2 separate regions of the Zea mays genome follow, and region 1 is linked to region 2. Evidence: chromatin contacts called from public Hi-C data. All regions are on one chromosome and are shown on one strand. Each heading gives the region's core, a stretch centred on a gene start, on an enhancer-like site or on the middle of the called end of the contact. The rest is flanking DNA. Distances are from core to core; before and after follow the strand shown. Region 1 holds the start of LOC100501498. Region 2 holds the start of LOC100273970.

What was found. Hi-C and Micro-C count contacts between places; a contact is called where the count stands out from the background.
Region 1: a contact with region 2 is called in a Hi-C map of tassel, with 2.5 times the contacts expected there. The contact joins the promoter of LOC100501498 here to the promoter of LOC100273970 in region 2. A contact is called at or near these places in 2 of 25 Hi-C or Micro-C datasets (leaf and tassel).

Annotation. Positions count from the first base shown.
Region 1 is chr8:98,551,098-98,556,705 of Zm-B73-REFERENCE-NAM-5.0, reverse strand. LOC100501498 reads left to right here and starts at 1,365. Exons shown (of 1, transcript NM_001322947.1): 1 at 1,365-3,162. The coding sequence starts at 1,435. The coding sequence ends at 3,063.
Region 2 is chr8:97,987,685-97,992,938 of Zm-B73-REFERENCE-NAM-5.0, reverse strand. LOC100273970 reads right to left here and starts at 1,655. Exons shown (of 4, transcript NM_001148357.2): 1 at 1,338-1,655; 2 at 844-1,209; 3 at 300-744; 4 at 1-194. The coding sequence starts at 1,538. The coding sequence ends at 106. It overlaps LOC103637121 (altered inheritance rate of mitochondria protein 25), which reads left to right and starts at 4,052. Exons shown (of 4, transcript XM_020542775.1): 1 at 4,052-4,130; 2 at 4,248-4,368; 3 at 4,776-5,023; 4 at 5,139-5,254. The coding sequence starts at 4,087. The coding sequence ends at 5,169.

The DNA of each region.
Region 1 (5,608 bases), core at 116-2,615, 560 kb before region 2:
ACAGGCCACAGAGTAGAGATAGCAATAGAGAATTCCCCGTCGGAGAATACCACCCATCTCTGTCCATGTGACTAAAAAAAATTCCCCACAGGGGTCCCACAAACACTTACAGGGAAGGTTTCTTTCCCATCTCTGTTCTCTTAAATTATAATTATGATATACATTATTTATTATTAATATAAAATATTATCACTTAATATAAAAAATCATTATATGTACATTAAAATAAACACATCTGTACAATAAGTAATCTTCTGATAAGATAATTATTTAATTTTATTAATAACTATTACATAAAAACATGGTCACATACAAATTTAATATATCACGCGAAGAACGAGGATGAAGAATTTTTCCCGTCCCATCTCTGTTTACGGAGAACAGTTTTTTCCCGTTTATACCCTCGCCAGGAGGTAAGAAACTTTTCTATTCTTATTCCCTACTAGATAAATTCCTTGTGGAGAATCAGGAATCAGGTCCATTGCCATCAGAGGTGCAAAACATCAATGGCTGTGCTACGTAGAAGCGTAGTGACACTGACTTCCTAGGCTTCATGACAGCAGGCCTCATATTCGGACAGTTTGTTCCGTGGGTGGCACTGGCACTCAAGGCCTAGTTTCCCCAGAAAACATGGCGCAGGATACCTCAAAATTGTGGCCTGGTTTATGGGCTCATCACAATTGGGTTACAACTTGCCCAGGTTAGCCAGGGACGGCCCGATGGGACAGCAACGCGCGCAGGTGTCAGATCGGTAAGCCCATAAACACGGTGCTTCCTCGCGGGTGCGTCGTCGTCGTTCACTTGCGCCCGGCCGACACCCTGTCACTACAAGCAGCGTGCGGCACCCTAGTGGCCTTGTACAGCGTACCATCCACGAGCGGACGAGCCACCAAACCCGACGTCGAGCTCCCTCCGTCTCCGACGCAAAGCTGTGGCTCCGCCGCTTCCACGCCGCGCGCGCGGGTGGAGCCTGGGGCCTCGGGGCCGTGTGCCATGTGCGCTGCCACCCGCCGCGGCTGCCGCGAACCTCGGCCGCGCGTGGGCGCTGGCCCCCGCGGGTGGCGCTGTCTGATGGCTGTCCGGTGCTCTGCTTCTGCTCCGTGCTTGCTCTCCCCGTGTCCCGCACGGCCACGGCCACGGCCAGCCCCGTGACAGCATGACAGCAACGCCGCACCGTCGCGGGGATACTAATATTTCCCGAGCCCTGGCGCCTTGTGGCGGCGCGGTGGACCACGCGACAGCCCGCACGAGGGGCGGTCGTGTAGCACGTGCGTGCAACAGCCGTTCCACACCCGGTTCGGCTAGGTGCAGATCCTCGACACTACTTGTGTTTGGTTCGGTCTCCGGTGAGCAGTGAGCTTCAACTCCATCATCGGTAGCCTCAAGCTGAAGCTCCATGCAAATGGGCCCAAGAATACGACGCGAACAGGCGAGATGCAGATGAACAAGTGCATGTGCACGGATCCAAGCTCTCTGGATGCCTTGCCTTGCCTATATAAAGGTCCGCAGCACCACACATCACCACACACTTCAATTACGATTATTCCAGATAAGCACGATCCGATGATGGCCCCACCGATATCCGCCGATGCCTTGGTGGAGGCTGCCTCGGCCGTCGCCGCGTACCCAGCCATCGCGCCGAACAGAATGCTTTGCAAGGACGCGCCGGCGCCGGCCATCTCTGTCGTCTCGAAGCAGACGGTCCGGCCCGCCGGCGCGTCGGCGGCGGTCGGCAGTGGAGACCTCAGGCTCTCGGTGTCGGACATGCCGATGCTATCGTGCCACTACATCCAGAAGGGGCTGTTCTTCCCGCCGCCTCCTCCCGGCGTGCTGGCGGCCTCGCTGGTGTCGTCGCTCGTGGCGGCGCTCTCCCGCGCGCTCGGCGTCTTCCCCGCGCTCGCCGGCCGCCTCGTCACGCTCCACGACGACAGCATCGTGATACGGTGCGGCGGCGACGACGCCGCCGTCGAGTTCTACCACGCGGTGGCGCCGTCTCTGTCGCTCGGCGACTTCCTGGTGCCCGGCGCCGACGTGCCGACCCGTTTGACGAACGGCCTGTTCCCCATGGACCGGACGGTGAGCTACGGCGGCCACGGCCGCCCGCTCACGGCGTTCCAGCTCACCGTGCTCGGCGACGGCGCCGTGTTCGTCGGCTTCGTCGCCAACCACGCCGTCGTGGACGGCACCTCCTTCTGGCACTTCTTCAACACGTGGGCGGGGCTGTGCCGCGGCGCGCCGGTCCGGGAGCCCGACTTCCGCCGCAACTTCTTCGGCGACTCCACCGCCGTCCTACGCTTCCCCGGAGGCGCGAGCCCCGCCGTGACGTTCGACGCCGACGCGCCGCTCCGCGAGCGGATCCTCCACTTCAGTGCTGCCGCAATCAGCGAGCTGAAGGCGACGGCCAACCGCTCGAAAAGAGCAGGTCAGGAAGCCGAGGCTAACGGCAAGCTCGCGCACGACGACTCCAGACTTGAAGGGCGTTCCGGTGAAATCTCGTCGTTTCAGTCGCTGTGCGCGCACATCTGGAGGGCGGTGACGCGCGCGCGCCGGCTGCTGGCTGCCGACAAGACGACGACGTTCCGCATGGCCGTGAACTGCCGGCACCGTCTGCGCCCGGCGATCTCCCCGCTCTACTTCGGCAACGCGATCCAGAGCGTGGCGACGACGGCCACCGTAGCCGAGCTGGCGTCCAACGACCTGGGCTGGGCGGCCGCCCGGCTGAACGCCACCGTGGCGTCGCACAAGGACGGCGCGATCCGGCGCGCCGCGGCGGAGTGGGAGGCCGCGCCCCGTTGCTTCCCGCTAGGCAACCCCGACGGGGCGGCCCTCACGATGGGGAGCTCGCCTCGGTTCCCGATGTACGACGGGAACGACTTCGGGTGGGGCCGCGCGCTCGCCGTGCGGAGCGGCCGCGCGAACAAATTCGACGGCAAGATGTCTTCGTTCCCCGGACAGGCTGGGGACGGTAGCATCGACGTGGAGGTGTGCCTCGCGCCAGACACCATGGCGCATCTCCTCCTCGACAAGGAGTTCTTGCAGTACGTGTCCTCCCCTGCACCGTGAGGCGGTGACAGAGTGAATGTGTGGCTTGTTGCTGCGCAGCTACATATAGTAACTGGATTTGTACCCTTTCAGCAGATATCAAGTGCTTGCCAACTTTAATGAGTTTGAGTGACCATGTAGATGTAGAGAGGCTGTTCTGCTGTTTCCTTCGTGATGCCGTTGTAGGCTAGCAGCACTAGTTATGGCTTCCGAGCAGGTGTGGCAAAACGGTTATGACTTATGATAGACGGATATGGTTTTTAGGCTCCTTTGTGTTAAGTAACCCTAGTTAGGGTTATGTGCACAAATACTTGCTTTGTCCCTGAGGGGTCTCACCTCTCTATATAAGGAACCTATACACCCCCTCATAATACAGAGAAGAGAAAGAGGCCAGAGGTCCAACCCTATATCATGTGTCTCATGTGTTACTCTGTCGTGCTTGTGGGAAGGGAGACGGGTTCTCTACAGCTTCTCGCGCCTCTACTGCTGACGGGAGGGAAGAGAGCGGATCTGGTGATCCGTGGTGACGTAGTTCTCAATACGTTATCAGCACGCTCTACATCGACGTTGCTGTGGATCAGATCTGCATCAACTCTTCGTCAAGCCGGCAGGTCTCCCGGTCTAGCCGAACTGTCCTACGCGACAGTCTTCGATTCTGCCTCTACGCAATCGAGCGGTATGTAAATTTTTAGATTGGATATGTGATTCACTTTACAATCTAACCTTTACGGCGAAGAAGAAAAAAAGTTTCCTAAAGAAACTAGGCGCGGGCATGGCCCTGCCTCCGCAGGCCCTCCCTTCCACTCACCCGATTGACGCAGCATCGGCGGCACACGCGGCGCCCTGGTGGCTCGCGTCGACAATGGCACATTGCCAGCAGCATCGCCGCCGGGTTTGGTAGAGGCCCCATGGAGTCCGGGGCACAGGGGCAACCGTGCTGTTAGCGACAGGGTCAAATTTGTACGTGTGTGCCTACTGAGGCAGGCACCAGCTGTTGGCTATGGCCTGAGAGCAAGCCCAGGCTAGCCGTCCGGTCGTTGATCTGAAGCCCTCTGCCCATGCGATCCGTCGTCGCAGGCTGATGGCTGCATGCAAGGGGATCCGTTTTTTCTGGGATGGCATGGGCGGTTCCCTGTTGAGACTGGATAAACACTATATAAAAAAATCGCATGCCCGCATGCAGCGAATCTAACGCACGACTGCATGTTTGAGTTGGTTGCTGTAGCGGAGAAAAAAATGGCATCGTTTTTGGGCTTTGACCGCGTGCGCGCAGGGTCATGCGGCTAGAGGTGGATTAAATGAAAAGGAGGCACCGTATACCAGTTGATGACATAAAAAAGAGAGAATAAAGATTGTTTTATATTTCAGTTTATATATTAATCAATTACTTTCCATAACAAATAAATAGTAGAAAAAATGCATGTTTAAAAATGGAAACATACCTTTTACATCTGATGTGGTATGTCCATGCATTAATTCTAGTATTGTTTTTCTGCTTTATTTCTTGTAATAGATAATTGACAGAATTTATTAAAATAAATGAATGCTATATTGTGCATAATCAAATCGCTCTAAATATTTATGTTGCATTGAGCTTAAGACTCATGCTGAGTGATTAAATTGTATAGTGGGTACTCGGACACACTGATCAGGTTGCGTTGGTAATCGACTGAGTTATGGCATTAGCTGAATATTGGCTGCGCCCTGGCAACACGACGCAATATTTGTGCCGTTCGAATTTGGCTGCGTCATATGATTGCTATGTCGCGCTCTCACTTAATCGGATCGCTCCCGTTGAGTCGGACCGCTATCGTCGAGTCACACATTTTTCGAGGGCCCTAAAGGCATTGCATGTGTGTCGCAACTATTGAGTCACAATTGCGCTTGTTGCGTTTGTTGTGTCTGTTGCGCGTACATATCGTGTACCCCAACTACCAAGCCACAGTTGTGTCTGTTGCGCTTATTATGAAGGCTGGATGTGTTGTCGTAGCCCTGATGGCTGCACACGCGTTGACATCAGACGCTAGAGCTTGTACTCGTGTGGATTGTGATGGGTTGTTCAAGCCCCTGAAGCCACATCATAGCGCAACCTTCATAAACAATTTTATTTGGCTCTATATTTTATTTGATTGTGTTGTGTGACATCATATATTTATATATATCGCCAAGTGGCCATAACAACTATATCAAGCTCTTTATAGCTTGGACATCTTGGAAATTAAACTGAAATACAATAAAACACAGATAAGTTAATTCTCTGCTCTCTCCTCATGCATAAAGTTTTACCCGAAGTAACCTGAAGAAAATCAATATTAATGCATGAAAGCCTTTTTGGCATCAAAGACATCACAAGTTGAGATTCTATTAGTAAGCAAAAGACCTTACCAAATGAATAAACACTATAAATCTCAGTCATAGATTGCTCAACTAGATGTTGGCACATTGCTCCCTTATTCGTTGGACGACATGAAGCAAACTCTGAGATAAAAGGATATGTAACCCCTAGCAACACGAAGTTGCAAGTATACCGAGAGGTTATTCTGAGAAATTTTTCACTATATTGGTG
Region 2 (5,254 bases), core at 406-2,905:
TGCCGGCCTCCAAACGAAAGGGGGGCGGGGGTGTTGTCGACGGAATCTTGGCGGCTCCATTCCCGTCCGCGTCCCCCCTCCAAGTCCAGCCGGCGACTGGACGACTCAGGTACTTCTGTGGCACACTGCCGCAGCGGCAGCCGCGCGGCGCTTCTGGCTCGCGAGCATGGCGTTGCTCCGGCTAATCAAGGCGTCTGCATGCAACGGAACGAAGAGCCCGGCGTCAGCAAAAACACGCGCCGTTTTGGACACTCGATGGAATCTATCTATAGCGACGACGAGACGGGTTTTTGGCTAACCGTGATCGAGAACGAAGCCGCCAGGGTAGTAGCGAGGCTGGGCGCCGAGGTCTTCGAGCCTGAGGTTGAGGGCCTGGACGACGCGAGCGGGGACAAGGACCGTCGAGCACGCCCCCGCCGTCTTCCTCTTGGGCTCCGCCGCGGGCGCGCCGGCCGGCCTCGGGAGGAACACCCCGGTGCCGTTACGCTCGCGCTTGGCGCCAGGCGGGGTCAGGAACACGGCGCGCATGCCGGAGGCAGGATGCGCCGGCGCCTGGTGCTGCTGCGGCGGCGGCGGTGGCGGTGGCTTCTGGAGCGGAGGCCACGCCGCCGGGTTCAGGCCAAGCGGCGCGTCGCCTCCGCCGCAGCCGACGGGCTTGGCACAGGCGCTCTGGCGCGCGCTCCACGCGGCGAGATGGCGCTGCCTCTGCAGCTTCAGCAGCTGATGCTGCTTCAGGAGATGGAACTGCAAACCGACGCGGTGGGGTGGGGAGCGTCAGGGCAACAGAACAAAGCGGTGGACGGTGTAACTTAAGAATCTTGGGCGAGAGGACAAAACACGCACCTGAGCAGCCTGCATCTGCCGCTGCGAAACCAAGTGCGCGAGCGGGTGGTAGTGACCGCCGGCGCCGGCAGGGACCTTGGCGGAGGGCGGAGCGATCTGCGGCGGCGGCGGCGGCGGCGGGGATGGCTTGCTGAAGGCGTATGCGTTGGCCGGCACCTGCACCGGCACGCTGCTGGCGGCGCGGATGCGCGCGACCTGCCCCGCCGCCTCGTACAGGACGTCCCACGGGTCGGCCGGCTTCTGCTCCAGAGGCGGCGACGACGGCGGCGACGTCCCCTTGGACGCCCCGCCGTTGGGGCTCTCCTGGCCCGACTTGGGCAGCCCGCACAGCGTCGACTGCGGCGACCCAATCACCGCCACCTCCGCCTGCTGCCGCACAACAAGAAGGCAGGGTCAGAAATTCCGCCACGCGACGCGACACGCAGACGCAGCGCAGCGCAGCGCAGCGCAGCAGAGCAGAGCGACCCGGTGCATGCAGAGAGAAGAGAAGCAACCTTGGCGGTAGGCGGCTTCCGCTCCCCGTCGTCGCCGAGGAGGCCCGCGAGCCTGCGCGAGAGCCCCGCCAGGCTGTCCTCCTCGTCGCTCTCGCTCCTGGCCGCCACGGCCGCCTTCTCCTCCTCGGAGAAGAAGTCGTCGTCCAGGAACTCCTCCGGCAGCCAGAACTCGTCCCCGAGGTCCGAACACTCCGTCGACATTTTTCCGCCGGTGGTGGGGAGCAGCGCCCGGGACCTGCAGCGGCGGGGGTGGACGGGCTGGAGAAGGCGGCGTGCTTATCAGCGAAAAGAGGTGGGACGGGCGAGAAAGAGAGTGTGAGGCCGGAGGGAGAATGTCGATGGACGGCGAGGGGCTGTGTTAAATACGGCCGAGGCCGAGGCCGACGCTTTGGGCTCTGCTCTTATATAAAAAAAAAAAGGAGGAGAAGAATTGAATAGTTCGGCCCGGGAATCATTTTTTCTTTTCCAGCCGTTTTTCGCCGGTGCAATTCGTCGGCGTGGGGCTCACAGTCCAGTCTGAGACACGCCGTAGCAAGCAAGCGAGCAAGCTCCCGCGTCGCCCGCCAAATGCCTCTCGCCCCGTTGTTTTATTGCGCGTATTTCTTCCGGCAACGGGATGGGATGGCCGGACGGCTGGTGGAAGAGTACGTACACTATTGTAGTACAGAAGTTGGAGCAGTTATTATTGTGGCTTTGTGGGATGGGTATGTGTATACGTACGACTAACGTCCCCGTGTGTTTTGGATCTTTTTTTTATCTATACACCGTGCGTCATGTCAGTGCCACTCTACCCACTCCGTCATGTCAGTGTCCCCGTTGTTTTTGTCAGCGACGTCAAATGGTGGTTGAACTAATTTTTAGAACTCGCTTCTGGGCTGTATTTTCCTCGACAATTTTTTCCAGGAGGAGGGGGGAGGGAGTTACGGATGGTTAAATAATCTCTACTAACTATTAAGTCCTTAATGTAGACCGCCCCCGCCCAACCTCCGGAAACCTCGCCTCCGCAAACCACCGCGAGAGCCATGTCCGCCGAAAACCCAGCCGCAAACCGCTCGTCCGCCTCGCTGTGATGCCCGCCCGTCCGCAAACCACCGACCGCCGCGATCCTCAAGCCCGCAAATCCCTCCGCGAATCTCGCCGCAAACGTCGCAACAGCCGCGAACCGCCCGCTGCATGCCGCACGCCCAGCCGTGGAACCCCGCAGCCACCCCCGAGCAAACCCCGCCGCGTCCCCAAGCAATCCCGAGCAAGCCTTTGATTTTCTACTCCTCGGCCGCAATTCGTCCGTCGTGGCCCCGAGCAAGACCTACCTAAACCCGCACATGCCGCGACCTGGGGATTAGGGTTCAGGACGGGGACGTAGACGGCGGCGGCGAGGTGACCGCGCCGCCGCAGCACCTGGTGTTCGCCTACTACATCACCGGCCATGGCTTCGGGCACGCCACCCGCGCCATCGAGGTCCGCCGCCGCTCCCTCCGCCCGCTTGCGGCTTGCCTGCCTGGTGCCGGCGCGTACCGTTTTCTGACCCCATCGTCTCCAGGTGGTGAGGCACCTGGTCGCCGCGGGGCACGACGTGCACGTGGTCACCGCCGCGCCCGAGTTCGTCTTCACCACCGAGATCGCCTCCCCTAGCCTCCACATCCGCAAGGTCCTGCTCGACTGCGGCGCCGTCCAGGCCGACGCCCTCACCGTGGACCGCCTCGCTCGAGAAGGTTTGTTCTTTTGGGCTCTGCTCTGTAGTTTGCACACACAACTCGATCGCCCCCCTTCGTTTCTCTGAGTTCTTAATACTGGTGCGCGGAGTGCAGTACCACCAGACGACCGTGGTGCCCGGGGAGTCCATCCTCAAGACCGAGGCAGAGTGGCTCAACTCCATCAAGGCCGACCTTGTGGTACCAATACTATGATCACTGATCGTTACCAGTTCCTGTTGTCACTCTTCTGTCTGAACATCTCTGCACACCAAGTAGAGCTTAACTGAACCCATTTGAGCTAACGCTGGCAGGTTTCAGATGTTGTACCCGTCGCGTGTAGGGCAGCTGCAGATGCTGGCATTCGATCCGTGTGCGTCACGAATTTCAGGTAAGCGGCAGCCCCGCCTCCCCCTAGCCACGTCCTTCTCCCCCCCCACAGATCTCCGCGGTACGTGAGGTTCATCGATTCGCCTTCTCCGGGGCTGCCGGATCTCCACGGCGGCTGGGGATGGACAACTGCTGCGTATTAAACGAACGGAGCCACCGATGCCGGTGGCGGCAAGAAGCCCAAGGAGCTGAAGCAGAAGAAGGGCAAGAACCCCTTCTCGCTCGAGTACAACGACTCGGCGCCGGCGAGCGCACCGAGGCTGGTGGTGCTGCGGGAGCCCACGGGGCGGGACATCACGGAGCGGTACGAGCTTGGAGCGAAGCTCAGGCGCGGCGAGTTCGAGGTCACCTCAACTTCATGGAGAGTGTTTGGTGGGTGTTTGCAAAGCTCTAGGAGAAGGACCTCATCTATAAGGGTGTCAAGGTTGCATCTCTAACCTTTACAATCTCGGAACTTGCGCGTGAAGCACATGTAGTAATTCTACGCGTAGCTGCCATTTTGGTGGATCAACAGCTCAATTTATGCAGAAGTGGATGGTAAGGTATGTAGATATTCTTCATTAGATTGCTCTAACTAAGGTAGGACTATCATCTGCATATGACTCTTATGGGTAAGTGCTGATAAAGCTTTGTTGTTTGGGTTTCATCAGGAGATAGGCATAGCCCACATGCGTTGGCACCTTTGGCGGAGAATCTATGACCTGTACTTAGGGTAATATATGGTATTCTGATATATTTCCCTTATCTTGTTGATTAAGTTCAATTCTCCCAGTTCGCTGAGTAGTTCCTGTCTTACTATACTGCTTGAAATAATCTCATAATATTTCAGGAATAGGCAATTTGCAGTTGTTGAGAATCCAGGATTCTGGAACTGGACCTTTAGCCTGGTGGATGAAGATGACAAATTGTTGGCTCAGATTGATCGTAATTGGAGGGGCACCGGCTTTGAGGTAATATCCTTTTCATCATATAATGATCAAAGCATACCCTTTTGTTATACCCGATGGACATCCATGTCCATCCATGACCTTGTGAACTAATTGCATGTTTGACAGCAAACAATGTTTCCGTTGACATACAAATTAATGATTTACACTTAGATCATTAAGAACTGTCTATCTAAATTGTTGTGATGGTTTTGCTTTCTTTAGATTTTTTTTCTGTGTAGCCTTTTATACAGTACTGGGCTTTGCCATTGCCTGATGACACAGCTATGATGGTTCTATCTCACAAGTCACAACAGATCCATGTTGCAGTCTGGTGCATCTGATTTAATTGTGTTACAACCTGCGTCTTGTTGGATTTTTCTTCTTTTTTCCATCAACTGTACACCATATTGTTCTTACAATTACTGTAGCTCTTCACAGATGCTGGCCAGTATGCTATCCGGTTTGGTGATGATGTACAAAGCGACAAGTTTGCTCACTTACCGTTTATTATATCTGGGTATGTGGGTGCCCACTTTTCCCAGTTAGTTAATGTCTCACAAAAGCTCCAGACCAAAGAATTGCATGTTGTTCGCCAGCTGACTTTGCCTGAAAGGGCAGTGGATCTTGCTCTCGCCATTTCCTTGGACAGTGATTACTTCTCTAGAAGAGGTGGCTGGTAAGCAATTGTCCTTTGTTCCAAAATTGACTTGTCAGGACTTAAGTGGATTTTGTTTTACTGGTTGACGACCTCCGGTGCTTGAAATTGATCGAAGTGTCTTTACTCCTTTCAGGGGACTTCCGTTTCTGATTGCCACGGAGTAGGCACACGAACCACCATCTGCCATATACAAGGAATTTCTTTATTCTCATTCCTGAAGAGGCTAGCAGTTACACTCATTACTGTTGT